3 separate regions of the Mus musculus genome follow, and regions 2 and 3 are each linked to region 1. The links are chromatin contacts, called in public HiChIP or PLAC-seq maps. All regions are on one chromosome and are shown on one strand. Each heading gives the region's core, a stretch centred on a gene start, on an enhancer-like site or on the middle of the called end of the contact. The rest is flanking DNA. Distances are from core to core; before and after follow the strand shown.

Evidence for each region. HiChIP or PLAC-seq counts read pairs in DNA pulled down with a chosen protein or histone mark.
Region 2: a FOXA1 HiChIP or PLAC-seq map of pancreatic cancer cells shows a contact between it and region 1. The contact joins two enhancer-like sites. A contact is called at or near these places in 1 of 484 Hi-C or Micro-C datasets (cortical neurons), 3 of 115 datasets of contacts at active chromatin or transcription factors (embryonic forebrain, embryonic stem cells and pancreatic cancer cells) and 1 of 9 other capture datasets (pancreatic islet).
Region 3: a contact with region 1 is called in an HNF4G HiChIP or PLAC-seq map of pancreatic cancer cells. The contact joins two enhancer-like sites. A contact is called at or near these places in 2 of 115 datasets of contacts at active chromatin or transcription factors (embryonic stem cells and pancreatic cancer cells) and 1 of 9 other capture datasets (embryonic stem cells).

Annotation. Positions count from the first base shown.
Region 1 is chr7:133,435,738-133,440,848 of GRCm38.p6, forward strand. No RefSeq gene overlaps it. Among named protein-coding and RNA genes, the nearest start is that of Tex36, 160 kb to the right of the region's middle. Within about 2 kb of position 2,269, at least 27 of the 459 cell types and tissues checked have an H3K27ac peak or open chromatin away from gene starts, as enhancers often do. A contact at or near this core is called in pancreatic cancer cells, where this site is marked.
Region 2 is chr7:133,137,821-133,142,931 of GRCm38.p6, forward strand. 4930483O08Rik (RIKEN cDNA 4930483O08 gene) reads left to right here. Exons shown (of 3, transcript NR_046279.1): 3 at 3,924-4,637. Among named protein-coding and RNA genes, the nearest start is that of 4930483O08Rik, 12 kb to the left of the region's middle. Within about 2 kb of position 2,976, at least 5 of the 459 cell types and tissues checked have an H3K27ac peak or open chromatin away from gene starts, as enhancers often do. A contact at or near this core is called in pancreatic cancer cells, where this site is marked.
Region 3 is chr7:133,160,414-133,165,524 of GRCm38.p6, forward strand. No RefSeq gene overlaps it. Among named protein-coding and RNA genes, the nearest start is that of 4930483O08Rik, 35 kb to the left of the region's middle. Within about 2 kb of position 1,993, at least 30 of the 459 cell types and tissues checked have an H3K27ac peak or open chromatin away from gene starts, as enhancers often do. A contact at or near this core is called in pancreatic cancer cells, where this site is marked.

The sequences.
Region 1 (5,111 bases), core at 1,019-3,518:
AGTCTGAACGAGCATTGTCAGATTGGAGGCGCTGCCCTCTGCTGCCTGCTGCTGTCTGATGCCACTGTGCAGTGTTGCCAGAAGCCAAGGATTACAAAAGCTCCCAAGGGCTGGGGTGGTTAAAGCCCAGAGCAATAATCCTCCAACTTGAGTGCCCGTAGCCTTAAGTCACTGGCTTCTAAAGTCTGAAAAAAATAGATTCTTAAGTCTCGGGGTGTGGTCATTAGCTTTCCTTCTCAACTTGACACAATGTAGAATTACCAAGAGTCTCATGTTGGCTTAGCCTGTAGGGGGGACCGCCTTAATTAAGTTATTGATATGAAAAGACCCAGGCCAGCACCGTTCCCTAGGCAGGAGATCTGGAATTAGGCGAGAGTGAAGAAATCCAGCTGGGCACCAACAGACGAGCAAGAAAGAGCATGCGTTCATTCATTGCTCGCTGCTCTTGGCTGTGGATGTGCTGGGCCTGCCTGCTTGAAGCTCCCGCCACAGCGACTTTCCTGCCATGCCAGGCAGAACTTGAAACTGAAAAGATGAGGCCTTTTGTCCCCTGGTTGCTTCCTGTCAGGGTATTTTAATCACAGAAACAGACATGAAAGTAGACCGTATGGTTTGGAGCTAGAATGTGCTGGGTCCAGCCTCTGAGGCTTCGTGGAACGCCAACAGTGAAAGAGTTTCTCTCCCATCCATGGTTCCTTTCCCAGTATAGGGGTCCAAGACTCTCAGTGTTTTAGCAAGTATCGTCCTGACTCAGGACCAGGGAGAAATGCAAAGCAATCATAACACCATCTAGAAATAGACCTAAGTGTATGTAGACATTGAACACGCAATGAAAATGGCATTTCCAGTCGATAGGAAAGTGAGAGATAACTCAGATGGCTAGCCACTTGGAAAATATAAAGTTAGTGCTCTGCTGCAATGGGTGGTAGACATCTCAAAGCCTGGGATATAAACGTCTAAAAACCATGAGAGTACCAGAAAAGGATTTGAGTGACATATACTCTTGGCATGTGGAAGGTGTCTCTAGAAGGGCAGGATAGGTAAAAAATTATACACAACTGGATCATCAGGTTCCCTCACAGTTTAACAATTTTGCAGAATATCGTAATTAAAGCAAAAAAAATAAGACAGATACATTGGCTGGAGAATCCTTACTGCACACACAAGAGACAAAAATTCGTGTCTTCTATAATACTTGAGAAGAAGTGGAAATTCCCAAGATAAAGTTAAAAAGAAATGACTGGAAGGGGCAGGCAAAGCCTTTGTGGGGAGCCATTCAGCAATCCCCCCTCACATCCTTGAGACACACATTCAGCTTTAGATGTTACAGTCCTCACAATCTACTCTCCAGAAATATAGAAGCTCAAGTGTTGGCTATAATAAGAAAACTCTGGGGGAAAGTCTAAAATTACATGTTAATAGGCTATTAATTCAATACATTGTGGTACATCCATACATGCAATGGAATATTATATGACCACCTAAAATTTAAAACGTAAGTCTATGGATACTGATAAGGAAGTGGTGTAATAATTAAGTGAAACACTTGTTTATGATTTTATAAATTTGTTAAAATATGTGTATTAATAGAGACACATGAAAGGATCTTGAAAGAATAGATGCTAATCTGTTAAAACAAAGCAAAATTTCTCTCTCTCTCTCTCTCTGCACAACGCTCATTCATCAGGTGCTATCTACGTTGTTTTTGAGACAGGGTCTTTTCATTGACCCAGAATTTTCCATAGACTTGATTAGTTGACCAGTGAACCCCAGAAATTTATCTGTCTCCATTTCCCCATGCTAGTATTACAAGGGTATACCACCAGGCCTGGCTCTTTTCTTTTTTTAAGGCAATCACTCCCATCCTCTGAGCCAATCTCCCAGGCCTCTGTGCTAATTCTTACATTTCTTCCTAGTAGGATGCTTTATGGTTTGTGTTAAGCCATTAAGAAAAAATAATAATTAAAATTCAGAAATGCATTGAAAATTCTTAAGGTTCTTCCCCCAATTCCTCATTCTGTATGTCCAGCAAAATAAAAATCTCTACACCAAGAACAGAAAAAAAAATTTGATTCTACACCAAGAACAGAAGAGGGGGGCGGGTCACTAACTGGATTCAGGAGCCAACCAAGCTCAGGGTCACAGGAACACTCACTTTTTAGCTGAGTGTCAATTCATTCCAAGGGAACTTTCAAATGCAGGATTAGGAGAAAGGCCCCAGGGAGGGAAAACCACCACAATCGGTTCCCTTTGTCCTCTCTCTGTGGGCTGATGGCAGCGTTAGCCAGGGACAAGGGGTAGTGAATAAATAAGCTTTGGACAGGAAGTGGTAGAAAACGTGACAGAGAAAGTGTAGGAATGAACACTCTGTGCAGTAGAGAGAACCCTGCGGCTGTGAGGCTACGCAGGTCACTGTGGTGGGGCAAAAAACGCAGGTTTTGGGACCTGGAAATTTGGAGTTGGTTAGCTCTCTGGTGCGTTGAGTTGAAAAATCAGATAATGGCTTTGAGTCTTGTTTTTATTTGGAAGTGAGCTGGATGCTGTCCATCTCCCTGGGATTGTGTCAAAGGTTAGATTTAAATATGGATAAGGAATTGCTCAGACACAGACGGCAACATGAGCACATTGTCTTTCTGCCACTTGTGGAGTGTGTTACCTAACAGCAGGCAGTCACGGGGCTGGAACTCTGCTCCTGAAGACAAAAAAGAAAAAAAAGAAAAATCCCAGGCCTGTGGTTGTCAGATGTAATGCAGGATGCCCCATTAAATTTGAGTTTCAAATAACAGAGAATAATTGATTTTACTAGAAGCATATCCTGTGCAGAGTGAGCACAAGTTAGCGCTGGGTTGTGGTTGCTGCCTGGCTTTGTTTGTTTGTTTGTTTGTTTGTTTTTTTCCTATTTTCATTTTTTCACTATTGTTTACTCCTCATTTCTAATTGATGATCCAGGCCCGACTCCCCTCTGGTCGGTAGGAGACTGAATCCCCTAGAGCTCAGGAGCTGGGCCACCGGCCTTTGCTGTGTGACTTGGCAAAGCTGTCCAAGGCTCACCATGAAGCATGTTCTTTCCCTCCCTTGCTGGTGACACACTAACGCCAGGTGTGACTCAGACTTCCAGAATGCCACTTAATATCACCCCGCCCCCTCCCATCCTCTCAGGGCTGCTTTCTGCTCCTGATTCTAGCGGCAACAGAAAGAAAATGTTAGATGTATTTGAAGTATTAAAATAGAACAAACATAATTTAAGCCTGCCTGCCTGCCTTCTTTCCTTCCTTCCTTCCTTCCTTCCTTCCTTCCTTCCTTCCTTCTTTACCTCCCTCCCTCCTTCCTCCCTCCCTCTCCTTTCCTCTTTCCTCCTTTCTTCTCTTTTTTCCTTCTTCTCCTTCCTTCCCCCTTCATCTCTCTCCTTCCTTCCTTCCTTCCTTCCTTCCTTCCTTCCTTCCTTCCTTCCTTCCTTCCTTCCTTCTTTCCCCCCCCCCAACCCTCCTTCCTTTCTTCCCCCCCCCCCTTTTCTCTCTTTCTTTCCAGGTATGGCAGGGTACTTAAAGCTATTGTGGTCTGTGTATTCAGGCATGTGTACACATGTGCGTGTGTGCCTTTGGAGGCCAGAAGTCCGTGCTGGGTATTCGTCTCAATGGCTCTCCATCACATTTTCTTTAAGACAAGGTCTTTCACTGTCTTAGCTTGCTTTGCTTCCTCTTGCTGTGATAAACCCCATGACCAAAAGCAGCTTAGGGAGGAAAGCGTTTATTTCAACTTAAGGCTTTCAGTCCATCATGGAGGAAAGTCGGGGGCAGGAACTCAAGCAGGAAACTTGGACGCAGGCCCTGACAGTGTCCATGAAGGAATGCTGGTACTGGCTTGCTCTCCATGGCTAACTCAGCCTGCCCGAGGAAGCCAGAAGGCACCTGATCCCCTGGGGCTGGAGTTATAGATGACTAGGAGCCATTATATGGGTGCTGGGAATCAAACCCCAGTCCTCTGGAAGAGCAGCCAGTGTCCTTGGCTGCTGAGCCATCTCTCCAGCCTCATCAGCTTGCTTTCTTATACACTTCAGGACCACCTGGCCAGTGTGGTATTGCACACAGTGGGCTGGGCCCTTGCATAGCAAGAAAATGCCCCCATAGGCTTGTTCATGTGCCAATCCAGAGGAAGCATTTTTTTCAAGGCAGGTTGTCTCTTTCCAGATGACCCTAGTTTGTGTCAACTTGATAAACAAACAGAACATCCCCAAATCAAAACAAATCAAACCACCACCACCACCACCACCACCACCACCACCACCACCAGCAGCAGCAGCAGCAGCAGCAGCAGCAGCAGCACACTCATTGACCCTGAGCCCTCCATGGCTAGCCTGGCTGTCCAGAAAGCCTGTCTCTGCTTCTGCAGTGCTGGAATTATAGATGTTTAGACGAGCCTGGCCTTTTACTGAGGAGCTGAACTGTATAGCCAGGACTTTGCCAACCGAGCCATGGTTCCAGCTAATGCCCGCCTTTAAAGAGGGAAATGAATTCAAATTTGGCTGAGCTTTTTCCTGCTGGGTTTTGGAAAGGAGGCCCTTTCCTAAACACTGGTTGCACCCTGCCATTTTTCCCACTTAACTCCTTCTTGCTCAGCTCTTTAGTGAGCTTTGGTGGCTTACAATCGCCTGGGTAAATAGACGGCTGATTTGGTGTTTGCTAAAACAGAATATTTGAAGACGAAGTGCTCCACCCTGGACTAAAGCTAGGGATGGTCACTATAGCACACACCAGCAGCAGTGTCCTTGCTTTGAGTGAAAAATCCAAATATTTTTATGGCATTCTTTGATAAAATTATACACTTGAATTGCAAAGACAGAATGTGACTAGAAACCGCTCCGCGTGTTGAACTGCAGCCACGGCTATCCCAGGGAGAGGATCAATTCCAGTCAAACAAAGAAATCAGCAGCAGAAAACACTTTTAAAAAGAAAGAAAGAAGAAAGGAAGCCAGAGTCTCTTTGAAAGAAAAGTGGAATTTTCAGTCTACCTTATTCATTAAAGTTTGAAGCCACATCCCTTTAACGAGCAGCCCAAGGGTAGGGAAATTGCCTTGAACAGCTAAATTCCAGGGAGCTTTGGCACGATCCCCA
Region 2 (5,111 bases), core at 1,726-4,225, 300 kb before region 1:
TGAGTACATTCCCAGCCTCTGACAATTCATTTCAAATTTCATATGAATGGCTTGTTGATGGGAGGAGAGACATCATAAACTAAACATAGCATTTGGGCAGAAGGATATTGAATGAGGCCACAGAAGCTGAGCTCGTGCTAAATATCAGTATCAGGTCTGTGAGCAGAGACATCAGAGAGGTTGGGGCAGGAAAGTTGGAGCTCTGTGCTCACACAGAACTGAGGGATTGGGAAAACGTTTACAGAATGATCGAATGTTGTGAGCTGGGAGTGGTGGTCCATACCTTTAATCCCAGCACTCTAGAGGCAGAGGCAGGAGGACCTTTGTAAACTTGAAGTTAGCCTAGTCTACATACTGAGTTCCAAGACAGCCAGGGCTAGTTAGAGAGACCCTGTCTCAAAAAGCCAAACAAATGAACTTGAATGCTGTGTAATTCTAGTTCCAGGTGTTTCTCACTTACTGAGTACAAATCCCAGTGTTTAGCAAGTGACTCCTCAGCTGAGAAGCAATATCCATCTCTCTAGATGCGTTCCTACTACAGAGGAAAGATTCAGGACATAGACTCCTCCGTATGGTAATAGCACCATCATTCACTGCATGTCTAAAGCACCAGCGCGATGTGTAGTAGTGGTACTTACAGCAAGTACCCTGGGTGCTGCCTATAGTCTATGTAGGTGCATGGAGTCCTATGCTTAGAAATATCCCATGTTTATTTAATTCTCTGCAACCACCCTCTCTATTTTTTTTAAAGATTTATTTATTTATTTATTTATTTGGTTTTTCAAGACAGGGTTTCTCTGTATAGCCCTGGCTGTCCTGAAACTCATTTTGTAGACTAGGCTGGCCTCAGACCCAGAAATCTGCCTGCCTCTGCCTCCCGAGTGTTGGGATTAAAGGCGTGCTCCATCACCGCCTGGCTATTTATTTATTATATGTAAGTACACTGTAGCTGTCTTCAGATACCCCAGAAGAGGGCGTCAGATCTCATTATAGATGGTTGTGAGCCATCATGTGGTTCATGGGATTTGAACTCACGACCTTTCGGAAGAGCAGTTGGTGCTCTTAACCGCTGAGCCATCTCTCCAGCCCCACCCTCTCTATCTTGAATGTCTTAGTTTGGTGGCAGTAACCCCAGCATGGGAGGCAGAAGCAGGCCCACAAATTTGACCTGGACTACACAGTAGCAGTGGGACAGCCATGACTACTTAGGAAGACACTGTCTCAGTACACCTCTCTCCAACAAAGATTGTTAATTGTTACTAACAAGAATTTTCTTTTGGTCTAGACCCTGTAGCTCTGTGGCTGCTGCTCCCCACTCTGATTTCAGCAGCAGGTGCAGTGGGGTAAAAGCTCACTCCCTTCACACCTCAGCAGATACCTGTAGCCCAGGGAGCCAGCCCTACATCCTGCATTTGGTTTGACCACCTCTGCCACCACCCACCCATCCCTCAAACTGTCTTGAAGCCCAGGGAGACAATAGACGAGAGGGAAACCCACAGGCACGCCACTGAGGAGCAGGAGCAAAGATGCTGGGCTCTTGCCTTTTACGTCCTGGAATGCGTTCTGTGGACTTTCTTCGGAACTCCCAGTATGGTCCAGCAGTAGGGCCCATGTGTACATTCCCTTCCATATATTCCTGGTTAACGAGTTATCCAGGGACTTAAAATGACAGATTTGTATTATCCCCCAATTCCAGAAACATGAAACACTGTTAGAGGTCTCTGTCTCTCTGTCTCTCCTTCTGAAGGTAGAGGGGAGACTCTTCCCACTCCTTGGTATTCCCGCATTTAGTGGGCACACTGTTCCTGTAGCTGCCTGAGTCATCACGTGACTAGCTGGGTTTTTGTGTTTTTCTCCCCTTAGATGGACACCATTTCTAATTTGAGGATCCCTCCTAATCCAAAATTACCTCACCTAAAATTGGTCACTGCTGTAAGGACCCTCTTTCCAAATATGGTCGTATGCACAGGCACCATGTGTTAGAACTTGACTCTCACCACGCTCTGCCCACCTGAAATGAAAACAGGACTTGTTTAAAACGCTTACCTTAAATGGACAATATTGACGCTATTGTATCATTCTAAGCTTCTTGGGCAGATTGTAACCCTGTGTTGACACAGCCTTTGGTAAATGAGCTGAGAATTTAACTTTTGATACAGGCCACAATCCCAACTGGGCTTTTCCCACAGAGATATTTATAAATAGCCACAGGTGTTAATTATTAATACATATAAAATATTTATTAAACGCTTTATTTATACCAGGCTCCTGTGCCAGGCACTGGCAAGACAAAGAGAAATGGGGATCAGACTTAGCCCTTGAAGAGCTACTGGTCCATTAGGCAATAATAACTCACAAGTGCATACAGGGGCACTTCTTAACACCTGCTGTATGCATAGCAGAACTCGGCTTTGAGGTCTTTGTTCTCATCTCATCCTTAACAAGACCGGACTGTCCAAGGCAAAATTTATAAATACGGGAGCCACTGCAGAGGATTTTCCTGGGGCACTCAGACTGCAAACTAGGGGATCGTCTCCTGACTCACCCTTTGTTTTTAACCACGAGTTTTGTGTCCTTCCCGGAGTCTCCCTCTGTTTCTCTGTAAACATAAGGTAGCCGTGAGACTCGGCGTATGAAAACATGTGCTGCCCAAGCCTAGTGGCCTAAATTCAATCCCCAGCACCCACGTGGATGTGGAAGGAAAGAACTGACTCCAGAGTTACCTCTGACTTCCGCATGGGTGCCCTCGCCTGCGCTGCCTTCCTGTGTGAGCCTTTGCATATTGCTGCGCACCCCCCCCCCGCATGCGTATATAGCTACAATAATAAATAACTAAACAAACAAATCTAAAACTGAGCAAATAAATGAGAGCATGGGAGGGACTGGCGATGTAGTTCAGTAGGAAGGGGTTTGCTCAGAAAGCATAGAGCCTGGGGTTCAACAGCCAGTGCCACGTGAACTGGATACGATGGTGCGCACCTGTAATCCAAGCACTTGGGAGGTGGAGACAGGATGATTGGCTGCGTAGTGAGTTTGAGGCCAACCTGGATGCACGCAAGATCCTATCTCAAAACAGAAAGGAAGGGGAGGCTGGAGAAATGGCTCACCAGTGAAGACTGCTTTCTACTCCTGCAGAGGACTCAGGTTTAGATCCTAGCACCCAGATTAGGCAACTCAGGGTTCCCTTTAACTCTTCTTCTGGGAGATCTGATACTCTCTTTTGGCATCTGTGGGTACTGCTACACACATGGTGTGCATGCATGCACATGCATGTAATTAAACATAGATAAAAATAGTAAAAAGGAGAGATTTAAACCTTTCAGCATTATCATAGTATACTGCAGCTAATAATAGCATGGTGCCCTTGCCAAACATTATTGCATTTAATCCTTACGATATTCCTTTTGTTTTGTTTGTTTGTTTTTTGAGACAGGGTTTCTCTGTGTAGTACTGGCTGTCCTGGAACTCACTCTGTAGACCAGGCTGGCCTCAAACTCAGAAATTCACCTGCCTCTGCCTCCCAAGTGCTGGGATTAAAGGCCTGTGCCGTCACTGCCCCACCCTTACAATATTCCTATGAAATCTAGATTTGACATGATTCCCATTTTAGTGAGTTCTATTGCACATCTTCTCCAGGTGGCCAAGGCAGGGTGATCTGTTGTTAGAGGTCAGCTTTGGCAGCATAAGATAACCCCACCTCAAAAAGAAAACTTTCCTTTCTTCTTTCTTTTTTTGTTTTTGTTTTGTCTGCTTGTTTTTAAGATTGGGTCCCGTTATATAGCTCTAGAACTTATTATATAGTTCTAGAACTTACTATGTGAGTCAGGGTGGCCTTGAACTCAGATATCCGAATGCCTGTCTCCCAAGGGCTGGGATTAAAGGTATGTACCACTGCTGACAGGCATGTGCATTTTCTTCTGCAGGTGGACACAGCTGAACTCCTGACGGTGGCAGTCATTTAACAAGGCCACGGCCTTCTTTCACGTTCCATGATTGTGCGGTACTGACCCCACTTGTGAAGGGACCCTGGCCCATGTGGTGAGAGTAGGAAGTGGTGGGCTGCAGGGGAGAGCCACATCTTCCTCATGGCTCCAGCCAGAGCGTGATACGGTGTCCATTCCTCTTCTTTAGCATTCCTGAAACCCACCAGGAGCATTCCAGGACCTGGCAGATTTCTCTCTGTGCTAGTTGCTAGAAAGCCCACTCCTACTCATTTGTACCTTGCCAGTAGCCCTGGTTCCATCCAAGATCTACTCCATAGCTGTTCCATACACTGTTGTCTTTCCAAGCTGGCTGCCTACTGGCCGATGGGAAGCAATTACCCTGAGGAGGGGCAGGGAGCTCTGCATATCTGTTTTTCTAATCTCCTCTGATCCTTTCTCTCCTACTCTATCAGGCTGCCTCAGGCTAGTTGTATTTTTCCACCTAAGGTTATACTCCCCACCAATTAAGTACTGAATCTACCTCGTTTATGTAAGTGTCTAGATTCTTTTGCTCTGTTGAGACAGGGTCTCTCTCTCTCTAGCTCTGACTGTCCTGGAGCTCTCTGTGTAGATCAGGCTGCCTTGAAGTCAGAGATTCATCCTCCTCTGCCTCCAGTGTGCTGCTGAGAATAAAGGCATGTTGTCAACACAACCCGGCAACGTCTCCTTGTTAAAGCGTTCTCTATTTCAATGGTTTATAACGTATTTTATAAGCTTGTTCAGTGATGACCTCCGCCTCGCCACCTCAGGCAAATATCTAACTCCAGAATGTTTAAAACAGATTTATATTTTTATTTCATGTGTATGGGTTTTGTCTGCAAGGAGGTATATGTGCCAAGTGCTGGGATTAAAGGCATGCGCAACAACACCCGGCTGGTGGCACACATCTTTAATCTCAGCACTTGGGAGGTCGAGACAGTCAGATCTCTGTGGGTTCAAGGCCAGCGTAGTCTACAGAGCAAGTTCCAAGAATTTTGGGGATCTCTGAGGTGGCTCAGAAGATAAAGGCACTTGCTCCCTTCGATGGTTTGTATATGCTTGGCCCAGGAAATGGCACTATTTGGAGGTGTGGCCTTGTTGGAGTAGGTGTGTCATTGTGGATATAGGCTTTAAGACTCTCATCCTAGC
Region 3 (5,111 bases), core at 743-3,242, 280 kb before region 1:
GAAGCCCTGAAAGTAAGCGTTTCTACATCTCCAGTGGGCGAGCAAGCGCCTGTTTCAACACCACACTCATCCTTCAGCCCCTACCCAAGCCTTCATTGTAGGTAGCCCAGCTGGGAGATGCCGTACCTGTCCCTCTGGCTGGATTGCCATCGATTATTGTCAAGTGACTAACTCCAGCCACACACTACATTTTCCTGGGATTATCCCTTCAAATGAATTATATGAATAATAAAGTTTCAATATTTCTCATCCAGCTATTAATCTTAGTGAGCACTAAAGTTCATTGAAAGTGCCGGTACAGTGGTTGGCATCCATTAATCAGGCGTGGAGGAGCCAGCCTGGCGAGGGATCAGCCCTGCCAGTGAAATATGGGCACTTCTTAGAAACTTGGGCTTTTACCTAGCATTAAAGAGCTCACATTAGGGGTACTAAAGTCCTGAGGCCGCAAGGCTGCTAAGCTGCTAGGCTGTAGATCCCTTTCCTGGGATTTTGTGTTGAAAAACAAAAAACAAAAAAACAAAAAAAAAATCAAACCAAAACAAAAAAAACCCAATCCCCAGATCACACTTAACCTACCAGGAGCTTTGATTTTTCCTCAAAGAGTCAATCAGGAAAGAAAGAAAAAAAAAACCCAAAAAGCAAAACCCCCAAAAATGAACTTCATAAACCCAAACCAGTCATTATTAGTGTGGCAAAAACACACTGCTTATGCACAGAATAGTTTACGTTAAATTAAAAACCATAACTTATCTCTGAGACACTCCATTTAGTACATGTGAGGTTAAATATGGTTCAGGGCGGCTCTTTCAATTAAATTGTTCTTCCTTAGCTCTAGTAAATGATATTAAACATAATTTCCTGAAAAGTAGCAGAGATCATTACTCTGTTTGCAAATTGATACTATGTTATTAAAAATAGGAAACATTTGCAGGGATATTGCAGATCTGGGTGCTTTTCACAGAGAACCTCCTATGGGCTTCAGGTTCTATCTGGCCTATGGATGTAAGGGATCAGGATGGGCTGAGGCTCTGTCTCCAACTTAGCCCTGGTTCCTGAAAGACCAGGAAGGAGTTCCCTAGGGCCCCTTTTGTCCTCCAAACATGACTTAAATGTTCCCTGAGTTAGAGAAGCTCCAGGCTGCTAGCTTCCCAATGGTTTTGAGTTGTTTATTTATGTTTGATTTTATAGGCTGTCATTCCTTCTACATAAACTGGCTTTATGACTTTCATGGATTTTTTTTTTTTTTTTTTTTTTTTTATCTTTGCCTGCCCTTTCAAAAAAGGCCTGTCGCAGTTACGGGAAGCAAGGGCAGCCGTCACGTCTGCTTTCCAATCTTGGTCACAGAATGCCTGCAAGTTCATAAACCAGCTTTTAAACAGCTGCTGCTGCTCCCGGGTGAAGTACGTGCCTGGTGAAACTGCCATGTGGTCTGGCCCGTGGTCCTGCTGTGATTCTCCCAGTGGTGATATAGGATACAGGGCATAGGACTGAGTACTGTGACTGCAGTCCTCTGCAAGGGCAGAATCTTGGAGCCAGTGTGGTGTTAAGTCAGAGACCCTGTGCAGGGTTTGGTCAGCTGGGGATGCTGCCACCAGCTTGAGCCCAGGGACCAGAAGGCATTCCTTAGGTAGAGCAGGATGGAGGATCCCCCCCCTTTGAGGGAATTAGACAGGATATGTGCCTGCATGTCCTGACCTTAGTGAGTCACCTGAATGTTGTGACACAGGACAGAGACTCAAGTTGCATGGAGAACTCCCTAAATGAGCTTCATGTGTGGTCTCTTCAGAACCATCTGATCTTCCCACAAAAGGTCCTACCATTCCAGAGGGATCAGTGTCCCCTGGGAACAAGGCCAGCTGATGGAAGGCCTAGGGCCAGGAGCTTATGTAGACATTGCTGCTTGGCTGTCTGGAGGGAGTCCAGGTCACCCCAAGTCTGCGAGTAAGTGCATGGTTCCTACTCTCTCCATACTACCCTCCCGAGCCTGACCACATCCTGGATGCCAGTCTCACTGCTAATGACAATATAAGCACAGAACACTGGTCTCTAAGGGAAATGCCAGACAGAAACAGTGCTCAAAGCCACACCCCATTTGTACTCCAACAGTGTACCCACCTCCCCAGACTCTTGTCAATATCCCACATTGGTTTGAAATAGTTTGTAAAGCAAGTTATAAAATGTATGTGGAATCTGAAACCAGGGATGTGAAGCAGAAGCCAACAGAGCCCATGGTGCTCGTCTCTATCTGTGCCTTTATCTGCTTGTATCTATAAGTGTATAAAAATATTTGAAAATATGTACAAAAGACAAATGTCAATAATTCCCCGGGGAAGCTGGGGTGGCAGGTCAGGTCCTCATGGGACTTCATTGAAAGTTGTTATTGTTATTACTATTAATTATTATTGTTGAAGCAAGGTCTGGGATACCTAATGAGATACAAATGGCTTTGACCTTACTGTGTAGATCAGGCAGACCTCAAACTTGCAATCCCTCTGCCTCAGCCTCTTGGGTAGCAGGAATTACAGGTGTGCACCATCCTGGCTCCTCAGTTGTACCATCACACTTGGTCTTAGCCAAAGGATCCAGAAGCGCTGCTGAAATCGGCAGTGTTTCAGTGTGAAGCTGTCTTCCTATTTCACATGTGTGGGTGGCACAGATGATTGACACAGAAAACTGACATTTAACTGGGGCCCCGACAAATCCTGTGACATCAGCTAGGAGGATTGGCCTTTGGACCTCTTGTTTCATCTTTGCTGAATCATGAGGCAACCAGAAAGGAAGGGAATAAGGGGGAGAGAGCAAGGGGAGGGAGGAGCAGGAGGGACTTGGCGCTTACAGAGGAGTTGGAGCATGGAATCCAGCGATCCAGTCAGTCCCCGTGGGAATGTTCAGTTCAGAATCATCTGTGCTAAGTTCAAGTGTTGGTCCTGTGGACTCATCTGGATGACCTTGTATGGGACCTCTATCCACTCAGCACCTTTGGGTCTTTATTTATTTATTTATTTATTTAGTCATCTGTAAAATGAGGATGCAGTGACTTATTTATGCTCTGAAAAAATGTGTGGTGCTACTTGAACATCACAGCCTGCAGGGTTCCACAGACCTCTGTTACAAACTGCAAAGGGACACACAAACCCTGGATCGGGAGGGATGACTTGTCTTGGTAGTACAGGCTTCTGGTTCCAGAAGGTTATTCAGAAAGATGAGGCAGAAAGATTGTAATTTCAAAGCCAGCTTGGACTCCAAAGTGAGTTCAAAGCCAGACTGGGTAATGTAGGGGCTCCCCTGTCTTAAGATAGCAGTAAAAAGATGCTGGAAAGATAACTCAAAGGTAGAGTACTCATGTACTATTGTGAGGCCCTGGGTTTACTCTCCAGCACCCCTCCCCCCTACACACACTCAAGTGGAGGCTGGGCTGGTATTGTTTCACGAGTACCTGGATACAGGTGAGAAGATGACGGTATTTTCCTGGGAGACAGCTGATGAAAGTTTCTCTAGAAGAACAGAGCCAAAAGGATGAATATACATGTATGTGTATATGTATACGTATATGTATATATCTCTCTATATATAATTTACTAGATCAGTTTTCATCGAAGTAATAACAGTAGCTGTGGTACACTGGGACTGAGAACCTAATCACTGCTCAACCCTTGCCTCAGGACTCCCCATCTGGGAGGGATCCCCTGGAGGATTTCTGGAGAGCTGCTTGTCCTCCATCAACAAATCAGTGATCACAGGGAACCACCACCACCAGCAGCAGCAGCAGCAGCAGCAGCAGCAGCAGCAGCAGCAGTAGCAGCAGCAACAGCAGCAGCAGCAGCAACAGCAGCGTGAATCAACTCAGAGGCAAGGGGGAAAGCCAAGAGAACAAAAAGAGAATCTTTCTGCTGTGCCTCAATTCCTCCTTTAAATCTGGGGAGTTACCAGAAGCTGCCACCCACATTTGGGGTGGGTCTTCCCAAGTCAGCTAAAGGAATTTAGGATTATTCCCCAGTTGAGGATCCTTAATGAACGAATCCGAATTTGTGGCACATGGGTGTTCAAAGCGATCATCATGAAAAGCATGAAACCCTCAGTGGAGGGCCGAGGCTTGGCAAAGGCCTGGAGGTTCTTGGACCTTCACTGTTTTCCCAGTTCGTGTCTTGAGACATCTGATCAGGTCTTTCGATGACAGAGGTAAAGGGAGTTTGGTCTTCAGAATGGCACTTACAGAGTTAAATCCACAAAGGAAACAAGGAAGTTCCAGATGGAGAAGACCCTCCTGGAGGGGAAATGGAAGCGGGAGGAGAGCCATCCATTAGGGGCTGCATCTGCCCTCTCTGAGAACATCTCCCTGGAGATCTGTCAGTGTGGAGGCCATGGAGAAAGACCCTCAGAGATCAATGCTCCTGTGTAAGACACATTGTTAAAAATAGCTGTGTATATTTAAAGGGTTTGCTTTCTCCTACTCGAAGAAAACACAGTCCTGAATATTTCCAGGCAAGTGTTTTCTACCCCAAGCCAGAGAATTGGTGCGATCCTACAGATGGGTGAGGAGCTGGCACAGAGCCAAAAAGCTTAATCAATCTACAAAGTTAATTATGAACAACCTCAAAGTGAGTGGCTTATTCTTTGTATGAACATTGTCCTGGCTTGTTTCTCTCTCTCTCTCTCTCTCTCTCTCTCTCTCTCTCTCTCTCTCTCTCTCTCTCTCCATTATCACTACATAGTGCCAGCAAGACTAGAACTCACTCACTATATAGACCAGGCTGACCTCAAATTCACAGAGATCTGCCTGCCCTTGTCTCCAGAACACTGGAATTAAAGGACTGTGCTATCATGCCGCCTCACTCATTTTTATAAATTGACCTCTGACTCTCAATTTGTGTCCAAGAAACATTAAACATCAGTGTATTATGGGGCTGGAGCTGGGGCTTAGTTGGTAGGAAGCTTATCCAGCATGCACGAAGCTCTGGGGTCTGTACACAGCACCCCATACTGCATGTAGTGGCTTATACATATAATCCTAGCACTTAGGAAGCAAAAGTGGGTGAACTTGAAGTTTAAAGCCATCCTTTACTATATATTGAGTTTGAGGCCATCCTGGGCTACATGAGACCCTAACTCAA